2 separate regions of the Mus musculus genome follow, and region 1 is linked to region 2. The links are chromatin contacts, called in public HiChIP or PLAC-seq maps. All regions are on one chromosome and are shown on one strand. Each heading gives the region's core, a stretch centred on a gene start, on an enhancer-like site or on the middle of the called end of the contact. The rest is flanking DNA. Distances are from core to core; before and after follow the strand shown.

Evidence for each region. HiChIP or PLAC-seq counts read pairs in DNA pulled down with a chosen protein or histone mark.
Region 1: a contact with region 2 is called in an H3K27ac HiChIP or PLAC-seq map of embryonic stem cells, with 5 read pairs. The contact joins the promoter of 4930467D21Rik here to the enhancer-like site in region 2. A contact is called at or near these places in 3 of 484 Hi-C or Micro-C datasets (bone marrow-derived macrophages, cerebellar granule neurons and cerebellum), 4 of 115 datasets of contacts at active chromatin or transcription factors (all in embryonic stem cells) and 4 of 9 other capture datasets (adipose tissue, embryonic stem cells, liver and 1 more).

The regions. Positions count from the first base shown.
Region 1 is chr5:97,389,767-97,395,330 of GRCm38.p6, forward strand. It overlaps 4930467D21Rik (RIKEN cDNA 4930467D21 gene), which reads left to right and starts at 2,651. Exons shown (of 8, transcript NR_045981.1): 1 at 2,651-2,741. It overlaps Naa11 (N(alpha)-acetyltransferase 11, NatA catalytic subunit), which reads right to left and starts at 2,564. Exons shown (of 2, transcript NM_001033191.2): 1 at 1,862-2,564. The coding sequence starts at 2,531. The coding sequence ends at 1,875.
Region 2 is chr5:97,200,430-97,206,037 of GRCm38.p6, forward strand. No RefSeq gene overlaps it. Among named protein-coding and RNA genes, the nearest start is that of Gm33609, 71 kb to the left of the region's middle. Within about 2 kb of position 3,547, at least 8 of the 459 cell types and tissues checked have an H3K27ac peak or open chromatin away from gene starts, as enhancers often do. A contact at or near this core is called in cerebellar granule neurons, cerebellum and embryonic stem cells, where this site is marked.

The DNA of each region.
Region 1 (5,564 bases), core at 1,401-3,900, 190 kb after region 2:
TGGTATTTTTCTCTTTATCTAATAGATGAGCAGATGTTTTCATTTCTCAGGTCATAAGGGCTTCTGAATTTACTACATCTCAGATGTAGCCTTTTAAAACAACTCTTATTAGCCCTGTTCTCAACTAACAATAATGAAGAGACATAGAGTACCCGAAGTGATCAGTATCTCCTACATCCTTCTAGAGAGATTTTTAAAAGATGTAATGTTTTAAAAAAATCTGTTTATTTAAATAAATTCTTCAGTGATAAAAGTTTTTTTTTTTTTTTTTTTTTTTTTTTTTTTTTTTTTTTTTAAGAAAACACAGTTCTGTGTATAGAACCCAGGCCTTGTGCACTTTAGGTAAGTGACTGTCTGTCTAGTAAGGTTATAAGACAGGTAGGAGTCTGATGACACATCTGTTTTGTTCAGTTTTACCTCTCCCTTTACAGTCTTCCCTTATCTTGGATCAGATGAATCCCACGGAAACTCTAAAACTGCTCTTGGCACATGGACCCTGGAATTACATGACATAATTTTTTTCTGGAAGAACTACTGTGGTATTTTATTAGTACGACTAAGCCTGTTACTAAGACAGTAGCGTTTAAAAAGGTACTTGTTGGTGTGTGTTTTTAATTATTTGTGTGTACTTGTGGGCACATGTGTAGCAAGGTCAGAAGACAATTTTTGGGAGTTGGTTCTTTTCTACCACATGGGTCCCAGGGACTGAGACTTAATCCACCAGGCTTGGCTGCAAGTGCCTGGAGCCCCTGAGCCAGCTCAGCTTTTCTTTTACCTTAAAGATATAGGAATAAAGAAACAAAAATAAGATCTCACTAGCCCAGGATGGTTGCAAACTCAACATCCTCCTAGCTCATAAGAACTGGGATTATAGACATATGCTACTATGTGTGCATTAGTGGCTTCTTAGAATGTTTTTAGCAAGTATAATACTTTGCTCTAAGTTTTTGTGTAAATTTTCACAAATCCCAGAGTGAAAAGACAGCATAAGGAACCCACGAGGAGACATTTCTCGCCTTCAACAGTTTTTACAAGGCTGACGTTCTTATTTTATTTTTAGACCTTTTCTGCAGTCCTTACGATCAAACCCAGGGCCATTCACAGGCTAGATAAACACGCCTCAGCGCCCCACTGCAACCCTTCCCCTTTTAGGCTGTTTATCTTATTTGAATTCCTCATCAGAACTGCTTTTTGTCCCTTTATTTTTGCTGGTGTATATTAATTCAAATTCTACCCATCATATTAGTTAATCTGACTTAAAAAAAAGTATTTTTGTAGGATAATTACTTCATTTTACATTTAACACACTTAATAGAATAGAGTCCACGTCCCAATTTTGACTGGGTGACTAGAGAATGTCGTCTTGGTTTGTTTGAATGAAGATTGCAACAGTACCCCCCCCCCCCATGGTTGTTTGGTTGCTATTATCTTTAGTTTACTAGAAAATTCTTGTGCTTGTTTTGGTGGTAGTGATAGCCAAATCCAGCATGCTAAGCAGGAGCAGGACCACTGAGCTACACCCCCAGCTGCCCATACTCTTTAAAATACTACTTCTTTTCTGGAGAGGCCAGGACATTCTTCTGTCAAATTTCCTATTGCCCTTCATTCCCATTCTGCATTTCGCTGGCTGCATAGTCTATCGTTCAACACATCCTATTTTCTATAAAAAGAAACACTTGTTGGATTTCAACAAGAAATCTTCCTTTTAGCAAGAATGCGGCAAGGGTAACACTGTGGACACCTTCACTGCATTCAGGAAGAAACCTAGCACAAGTACAAAAGGGTGGGACAAGATGGGACTGGGCAGGCCAAGCTATGACTCAAAGGGGTACAGAGGAGGCGGGGCCAAGGAAGAGAATACCTCAGGAAATGCTCTAGGAGATGGAATCCAAGTCCTCTGAGCTGTCCTGGACATCAGTGCTGTCACTGCTGCCACTGTCTTTGCTTGTGGGGTTCTTGGGCAGGCAGGCCTCCCCAGCATCAGGAAGTGTGCCGCCCTGGGTCTCCTCGGAGCCCAGAACCACATATCTGTTCTTCTTCAGCACCAGCTGCCTTCTCAGCTCATCAGTCATCTGAGAGAGATCCCGCTTCATGGCGTAAGCATCTTCACCATCAGCATAGTACTTGGGTTCCACCTCACTGACCTGGAAGTTGAGGGTGTTAGAATACAGGTGCAGGGCCGCCCTGTTGCTCTTCCTGACGTGCAGGGACACGTACTTGGCGCCGAAGTTCTCGATCATCGCCCGTGAGGCCTGGTCCATGAGCTTCTGGGCCAGGCCGAGGCGCCGGTGTGAGCGCTTGACGGCCAGCGAGGTGATGTGCCCGTGGGGAACATCATCGGGGTCCTCCTCCATCTTGGCCAGGACATAGCCCACGATCTTGCCGTCCTCATCCTCGGCGATGTAGGAGAGCTGGGGCCACGACAGGCCATGGTAGAAGTAGTACTTCATCTGGTAGTTCTCCGGCAGGCAGAGCAGGTTGCAGTGCTGCATGTTCATCAGGTCGTCGGGCCGGGCATTGCGGATGTTCATCCTGGCGTCGTTGCCTTGGCAATGGACCTCAGCGGGCCAGGCCGAGCAGAGACCGGTGGCGGGAAGGCCTACGGGCGGAAGGGGCGGGGCTAAGGGCGCTTCCGGAAGTCTGCTGTCCCAGCCCGTGAGGCTTCCTGTTCTCAGGCCTCAGTATGTTCACATTTGGGAAAGGGCGGAGCGAGAGGAGCTGAGTCCTTCTCGGTTTAAAAGGTATGGGACTCATTGCATACCTGCATGTGTGTGCAGTGGTACATGTGCAGGTCAGAGAACTTGTAGAAATCTTATCTTCCAACGTGTGGGTCCCAGGGATTGAACTCAACTTGATGAGCCTTCTATTTGGACTCAGTTTTTTTGGTGTTTTTTTTTTTTTTTTTTTTTTTTTTTTTTTTTTTTTTTATTAGATATTTTCGTTATTTACATTTCAAATGTTATCCCCTTTCCTGGTTTCCCCTCCCACTGCTCCCCAACCCACTCACTCCCGCTTCCTGGCCCTGGCATTCCATTATACTGGGGCATCGCGCCTTCACAGGACTAAGGACCTCTCCTCCCATTGCTACATATACAGCTAGAGCCATGAGTCCCACCATGTGTTTTCTTTGGTTGGTGATTTAGTCCCAGGGAGCTTGGGGGTGGGGTGGGGTACTGGTTAGTTCATATTGTTGTTCCTCCTATAAGGCTGCAAACCCCTTCAGCTCCTTGGGTACTTTCTTTAGCTCCTTCACGGGGAACCCTTTGCTCTGTCCAATGGAATGCTATGAGCATCCACTTTTGTATTTGTCAGGCACTGGCAGAGCCTCTCTGGAAATGGAGTTACAGACAGTTGTGAGCTGCCATATGGTTCTGGGAATTGAACCCAGGTCCTCTGGAAGAGGAGCCAGTGCTCTTAACCATTGACCTAAGAGAGACTCTTGGACTCAGTTTTAGCCTTTTAGTTTGTCCACGTCTGAACAGCCCTATGTAACTAAATAAACCAGATTGTCAATGCCATCATAGGTAGTCTGTTCTCTAATCCTCTGGAGTCCTACCGAGTAGGTCTCATATATAAAAATCACACTGTCCTCATTTTTTGTTTGTGTATTTTTTTTATTCACTACATGTGAGTTTCAGCCATCTTGTTCAGACTGAAGCTTTGCTATAATTTCGTTTGATATTCCATTTTCTAAGTTTTTATTTTTTGTTTGTTTTTTCCAATTCACTGGGAAACTCTACTGTTCATGGCTATTTGTGGTATTTCCAGTTTGGAATAGTATGGAAAGCATGACAGAATGTTGTTGAATATTTATGTACATATTCACCTGGACTGGAGAATGTAATGGTTTTCAAATGTTATAAATATTCCTAAGCAAATTTCCAAATTAAAAAAAAATCTTCTTCATTCTTCTTAGAAATATGTGCCAGGTTACAAAGAATGAGACTACCCCTCCACATGAAGGGTTTGGACAAGGCAAAACCCTTGAGCAAGAGGGTGTGCTCAGAAGAGTGAACACATACAAAAAGCACCTTTGGTTTTTATTCTAATTCTAGGGGAGGCTGTGTCTTTTTCCCATGGCTGGGGGCCTTACAGTCTTACTCAGATGGCTAGTCTGAAAAACAAACAAACAAACAAACAAACAAAAAAACAAAAAAACAAAAACAAACAAACTGGTGCACAGAAAATGAAAGGGGAAGGGACCACTGTTCCAGGACATCAAATTCCTGGACTAGAGCAGAGGACCTGTATATAAATAAAGGTTTTACTGGGTAGAGAAAATTAAAACATTAGCATAAAGGTCTTACAGGTGAGGGAACTAGAAAGAACTTAATTCCTTGTCCTAGATACATGTCTTATAGTATTTGATGAAAAGTCTCATATCTGATATTTCTTACATTGGCAACGCATGTGATTTCTCCATTCTTTTCCTATTATCCATTCTTGTGCAGCAATGGATGTATTGCACTGTGGCATATTTTGCATTTTTCTGGTGACTAGTGACAATGAACACCTGCTTATTATTTGTTCTGTTTCCTTTTTGAGAAGTGGCTGCTTAAGTTTTTGCTTATTTTTTTTTATTGGCCTGTGTTTCTTTTCTTTCTCTCTTTCTTTTTCTTTCCCTTTTTCCCATTTCTTCTCCATCAGTCCCTCCTTCCTTCTTTCCTTTCTTGCTTGCTTTCCTTCCTTTCTTTCCTTCTTGCGCTCTCTCTCTCTCTTCCTTCCCTTTCCTCCCTTTCTATCCCCCTCCCTCCTTCCTGTTTTCCTTCTGTCCATTTTTTTCTTTTTTGAGGCAGGGTCTCTCTTTACATAGCCTTAGCTGTCCTGAAGATCCAGTCAAATTTACTCTAGGAGCCATCAGGGTGTACTCACAATGTAGAGCAGGTTGGCCTTGAACTCACAGAGATCCACCTGCCTCTGCCTCCTGGATGCTGGGATTAAAGGCATGGGCCACCTGCGACATGAATGGCCTGTGTCTCTTCTTTTTTTTTTTTTCCATTTTTTATTAGGTATTTAGCTCATTTACATTTCCAATGCTATACCACAAGTCCCCCATACCCACCCACCCCCACTCCCCTATCCACCCACTCCCCCTTTTTGGCCCTGGCGTTCCCCTGTACTGGGGTATATAAAGTTTGCGTGTCCAATGGGCCTCTCTTTCCAGTGATGGCCGACTAAGCCATCTTTTGATACATATGCAGCTAGAGTCAAGGGCTTCGGGGTACTGGTTAGTTCATAATGTTGTTCCACCTATAGGGTTGCAGATCCCTTTAGCTCCTTGGGTACTTTCTCTAGCTCCTCCATTGGAAGCCCTGTGATCCATCCATTAGCTGACTGTGAGCATCCACTTCTGTGTTTGCTAGGCCCCAGCATAGTCTCACAAGAGACAGCTACATCTGGGTCCTTTCGATAAAATCTTGCTAGTGTATGCAATGGTGTCAGCGTTTGGATGCTGATTATGGGGTCTGTGTCTCTTCTTAAAGGTTGCTTTTCAAGTGTGTGTATTCTGGTTTGACTCCCTTATGGAGCTAGTTATAAGAGTAGTTGCAGTGAATATCATCTTT
Region 2 (5,608 bases), core at 2,297-4,796:
GGTAGCATGGCTAAGGTTTTACTTCTATGCAGATTATAATTTAAAATTGACTTCTGAATTTGTTAAGCCTTTTGACCCGTATTCAGAGTGTTGTGAGAGGACTCACGCCAACAAATAACAATACTGTATTTATCAGCAGCCACCTGCAAGGCTTTAGAATTCAGCTGCTGGTTTTTTTTTCCACAGGCCATAGACACTTTTTATCTACCATCGTTGCACACCCAACAGCATTGACTAAGAAAAGAAAGCCAAAGGGTAGATTTCCTGAAAACCACTATTTTTATCGGAACAAAGGAGCAAAGTTTTCTGAATCAGTCTTAAGAAGTACAGATATTGAACATGCTGACAATACTAGTGTTATTCTGAAAGCCACATTACACCCCACCTCACTGGGTCTATTGATTGGAAAGTCGTCCAGAATGAAAGGACATAAAAAAAGGCCAAACTGCTTCGTCTAACAAGGTGCCATCAATAATGCCCACATAGGAGACCATTCTCTGATTTAAGACCTTGTCTCTTCGTGCATCCACTTAAAGCTGTGAGGGGGGAGGAAAGCTCACACACCCAAAGAGAAAGTTAGGAGAAGGCTGTCCAGTTCCTCATACAGCCACTGTCTTCTGGCTTTCCTCCTTAGAGCATTCATTCTCATGGGCAGGGATGAACCAGCGCTCAGTGCCCTATGTATATGAGCACTCCTGTACTTAGATATGCACATGTATATTTATATAAAGAGGAAGCTTTGTTCTGATTTGTACATACATAGGAAAATTTGGGCTTTTTGAAGACATCTTCTTAGGAAGATCAATCAAGGTTGAACACAGCTGGCTTTTGAAAGCTGAGTTTCTAACTGAAAGTTTCCTGCTATTATCTTGACAATCTTATTATTATCAAAGCATTTTAATATTGGGTATGACAAGGAACACTCACTGCAGGGAAGAGTGGGTCAGGATCATTGATGGGAGGGGAACACTAACAATTGTGCCCCCTGTAGCCGCCATAATAATTTAATACTGTCATACTGGGAGGCTTCATTTTGCTTGGCCCACATTGAGCCTCCCAGTATATTGTTTCCTTTTGGCCAACTATCAGGGTCTCCCTTGAACAGCCTGAAAGACTTCAAATGAAGGATCCTGCTGATAATTGCCTAAGGGTAGGATTTTTGTTTTGCCTGAAAGTCGGTAATTTAAGCATTATTCTAAATCAGGCTTCTGGGTTTGGGACAGAATTTATTTCAAGGTTGTATTAAAGTTGTTAGTAGATCAATAATTTTTCTTCCCATTGACTACTTGTCTCCTCCCCACACATAGGGATGACATGTTCACTAAATGGTACAGACTAGCTATATTGGAGCTGCCACACGCCAGCATCCTTTCTGTTTGCTTTGTATTTTAAGGCTGATACTTCTTTTTTTTTTTTCCCTATTGGGCTTAACTCTTTCACCTACATTTCTGCTCAGTATCAGAAAACATTTAAAGCCTTTGTATCCAGGAAGAGGCCAGTTGTTCTTTGTTACAAGGGGAGGTTCTATTCATGGGAATTTTCCTGGTATCTATGCAGAAGATAACTAAGTTCACAGAAGTCTTAAACTCACGAACATTCTAGAAAGGAATTTAGGAGCCCAGTGAATCTTGGAGTAATACAGTATAGAATGTATTTTGAGCAGAATTTGTCTTAGTGTGTGGTGCTGAATGACCTGGAAGATTGTGTTTTTATAACATACACTCCTATGACTAAAAACATTTGTGAGACTCTTATTATAATAAACACTGGGCAACTCTAAAAGAGAAACAGCCAAAAAAAAAAATCGAGTCAAGGTAGATTTCGTTTTTTCTATAGAGCTGATTTAGACAGAGATACAGGATTCATCCTAGGCTGTGGATGCTGACAGAATGATGTCTTAAATTATTGTGAACCGGTCACTCTGTGGTTTTGACTTTCATGGGTTGTCTCCAAGACATATTTTCAAAAGAACAAGAAATATTAGTAGAGCTGTTAGCGATTTGCTACTTTGCTTTGATTTCCTTTCTAAATAGTGGGATGCTCTGACAAAAAATGCCTCACCTCGATTGCTTAAAACGCCATGGCACCATGGGAAGGTGGGTATTTCAATTGCTTTTTTCAACCACTGAATTTATTTTCAGATTTTGTAGTCTTGTCTGTTGATTAGACGTTTTTCCTTTGCATATACCTCTGACCAATTTAACCACTGTGAGCTCAAAAAAGTAGAGCTGGGTCTTAATTTGAAATGTGTCTTTGTGATTTCCATGACCACAGGGGTCTTATCTCTTGCTTTGGAGCCCATGACCTTTGACACAGAGGTCAGAGGTCATAACATGTTCTGCATCTGTTGTCTGCATCTCTCTACTCAGGATGGTGGAAAAAAAGCTGCTTGGAACAGCCTTCATTTCCAAGTTGGGTTGACAGAACATTTGCATTCTTGTTACTGGTATTCGAACGTGGCATTCCCAGTGGAGAGAACAGACTCATTAGGAAACAAGTCCTGGTGGTTAATGTGACCATTATCATAAAAACAAATGATGTAGTTCAGGTTCAGGAACAGACTGTCAAGATAAACACCCTCTCCATACATATGTCAAACCAAAGAACAGCACGCAAGTAAGATCGTGAGGTAAATTCTTTCCTCTCAGTTATGGTAATACTGAGGTAAACATGTACCTAGGTGCTCCCCCCGCCCCCGCCCCCGCCCCCTCCCCCAGTTATCTAATTACTGCTAAAAACTGAGGTAGGAAATAGACTCACGTTCTACAAGGTATTTGCATTTGGAATTTATCAGCATAGGGTTCTATACCTGGGTCTAAGCCAAGCAAGACAGAAAAACAAGCACAGACATATACTAACACAGGAATTCAGGTAGGCTTAAGGTGATTGGAAAGTTCCAGTAGAGAATTTTATTGGAGAAAGTACAAACAAAAAGTGTTGTAAGTTTCATGCTATCTTTGCTGGCCAGTATGTGAAAGTGCTCATTTAATAAATGATTGCAGTGTACACAGGATGGTTCCCACTCTTTTCCTGAGGGACTTGTGGCTTTGTTGAGATCTCATTTGGTAAGAGTCACAGTTAGTGCCATCTGTCAACTTAATACAACCCAGAGTCACCTGGTATCTTACTTAGGGTTTCCATTGTTGCTAAGAGACTCCATGATCAAGGCACCTCTTATGAAGGACATTTCATTGGGGCTGGCTTACATGTTCAGAGGTCTAGTCCTTTATTGTCATGGCAGGAAGCATGACGGTAAGCAGGCAGACATGATGATGAAGTAAGAGCTGAGGGTTCTACTTCTGGATTGGTAGGCAGCAGAAAAAGAGAACCAGTGGGCCTGGCTTGAGCTTCTGAAAGCATGAAGCCCACCCCCCATTGACACACTTCCATTTACAAGGCCACACCTATTCCAATAAGGCCATAATCTCCCTAGAGTGCCACTCCCAGGTTACAAAACATTCAAGTCTTTGAATCCCTGAAGGCCATTCTTATTCAAACCACTTCACCTGAGAAAAGGAAGCCTCCATGGAGGAATTACCTGCATCAGATTGGCCTGTGGGCATTGTGTGGGGCATTTGCTTATTGATAGGCATTTGAAGGTGTAGCCTACTGTGGAGATCCATTCCTGGGCAGGCGAACCTGTTTTTTTGTTTCTTTTTCTTTTTTTCTCCCTTTCTTTCTTTCTCCCTTTCTCTCTCTCTCTCTCTCTCTCTCTCTCTCTCTCTCTCTCTCTCTCTCTCTCTCTTTCTCTCTCTCTCTCTCTTTCTTTCTCTCTCTCTCTCTCTCCCTTTCTTCTTCCTTCCTTCCTTCCTTCCTTCCTTCCTTCCTTCCTTCCTTCCTTCCTTCCTTTCCCCCCTCTCTTTCTTTCTTTCTTTCTTTAATTAGGAAGCTCACTGAGTAAGCCAGAGGAAACCAGCCAGTAAGCAGTGTTTCTCTGTGCTCTCTGCTTTAGTGCCTCCATCCAGGATCCTGTTAGGGTTCACTCCAGAATGGACTGTAACCTGTAAGATGAAGTAAGCCGTTCCCTCCCTGAGCTGTTTTTGGCCAGTGTTTTATCACCACAACAGAAAGCAAACTAGGACAGTAAGTGTCATCTTACAGAATAAAGTTGGCACAGATATTACAGCTAAAAGATATCACAGTCACCAGTGCCTGGGCTCTGGATCTGACTATTCTGGGCTCAATCCCAGGTCCATCTGGTTAGATCTACCTGTGCCATAGTTTTCCTCACCAAGAGAGATTGTTATAAAGATAGAATAGGTCACTATCTAGACAGTGTCCTCATACTTAGCACATTCCATGTCGTTCCCAGGTATCCATAGGGGGTGTATACTTCAATTGCAGCAGATGCTAAAACCCAGACACAAGTCTCTAAGTGACATGCATTTGCAAATACATCCTCCCGTGTGTGATCACCCCAAGGTTACTTGTAAGATATGATGTCAACATTTGCTCTCTTGTTTTGTTTAATATGACTATAATAATAAGGAAAGGTGGCCTGCGCATTTTCGGTGCAAGGCACAGCTTCCCCTCACATTTCTGAGACGGTTGTCTAAACCTTTCATGTAGAACCCATGGATTATTGGGCCAACTGTAAATCCTTTAGGTCTCTGTGTTTTTTTTTTTTAACTTATCTACAAAGTAGAGAGAGTAATGGTATTTTTAACATAGAAATCTAAGATACTGGATTAATGACATATATAAATAGTGCTTTGAATTGTATCTCGTGTTATATAATTGTTAGTAACTATCATTTTTCGGAATTATAGATGAGATTTTTTTTTCAAACTTCAACTTTGTTCTTTTAGTAAACTTAGTTCACTTAACTTAGGAAGCTAACTTCAAGAGGGAGGATGCTCTGTTTCCATATAATCCTTTTCTTTTTTAAAAAGGAAAACTAAAAGCAAAAAAAAAAAAAAAAAAAAAAAAAGAACCTTTTTAAGGACATATTCCCAACATCTCCACCTGATTTCATGTTGACTTGAGTACATTCTGGTGAACTTGGTGACTTTATGACCCAAAGAGCACAGTTATTAAAGCCCTTTGCGTTTTAGCATAGCATGTCCAATGCTGAGCCTTCACACTACAGGATGTGCATTAATGTAGAAAGGGAAGCTGTGCGGGGAACGTGCCCAAAGGAAGGGAAGACTGGAAACAAGAGAGAAAAACTGAACAAATAAATGTACCCTGGAAACAGAAGGGGGGTATTTGAGGGCACAGGAGACCAGCAAGAGAGGGGACAGGGTAGAGTTGTGGGGCAGGGTGAGCAAGGACAAGACATAATGTCATATAAGTTTGAGGATGTTACAATAAAGGACTGCGAGATGGCTCAGTAATTCAGAGCACTTGCTTTTGCAGAGAATCCTGGCTCTGTTCCCACCACACACAGAGTGGCTCACAACTGCCTATAACGTTGGTTCCAGGGATCTGTTGTATTTGTATCAGCCACACCCATGATGCTCAGATGTGCATGCAGGCAACACACACACACACACACACACACACACGTTAAAAGTAAAGAAAATGTTACAATGGAACTAATTTCATTGTCTGCTGCTCGAGGTTATTACTATGATAACCATACACAACTCAATCATTTACTCAAAAG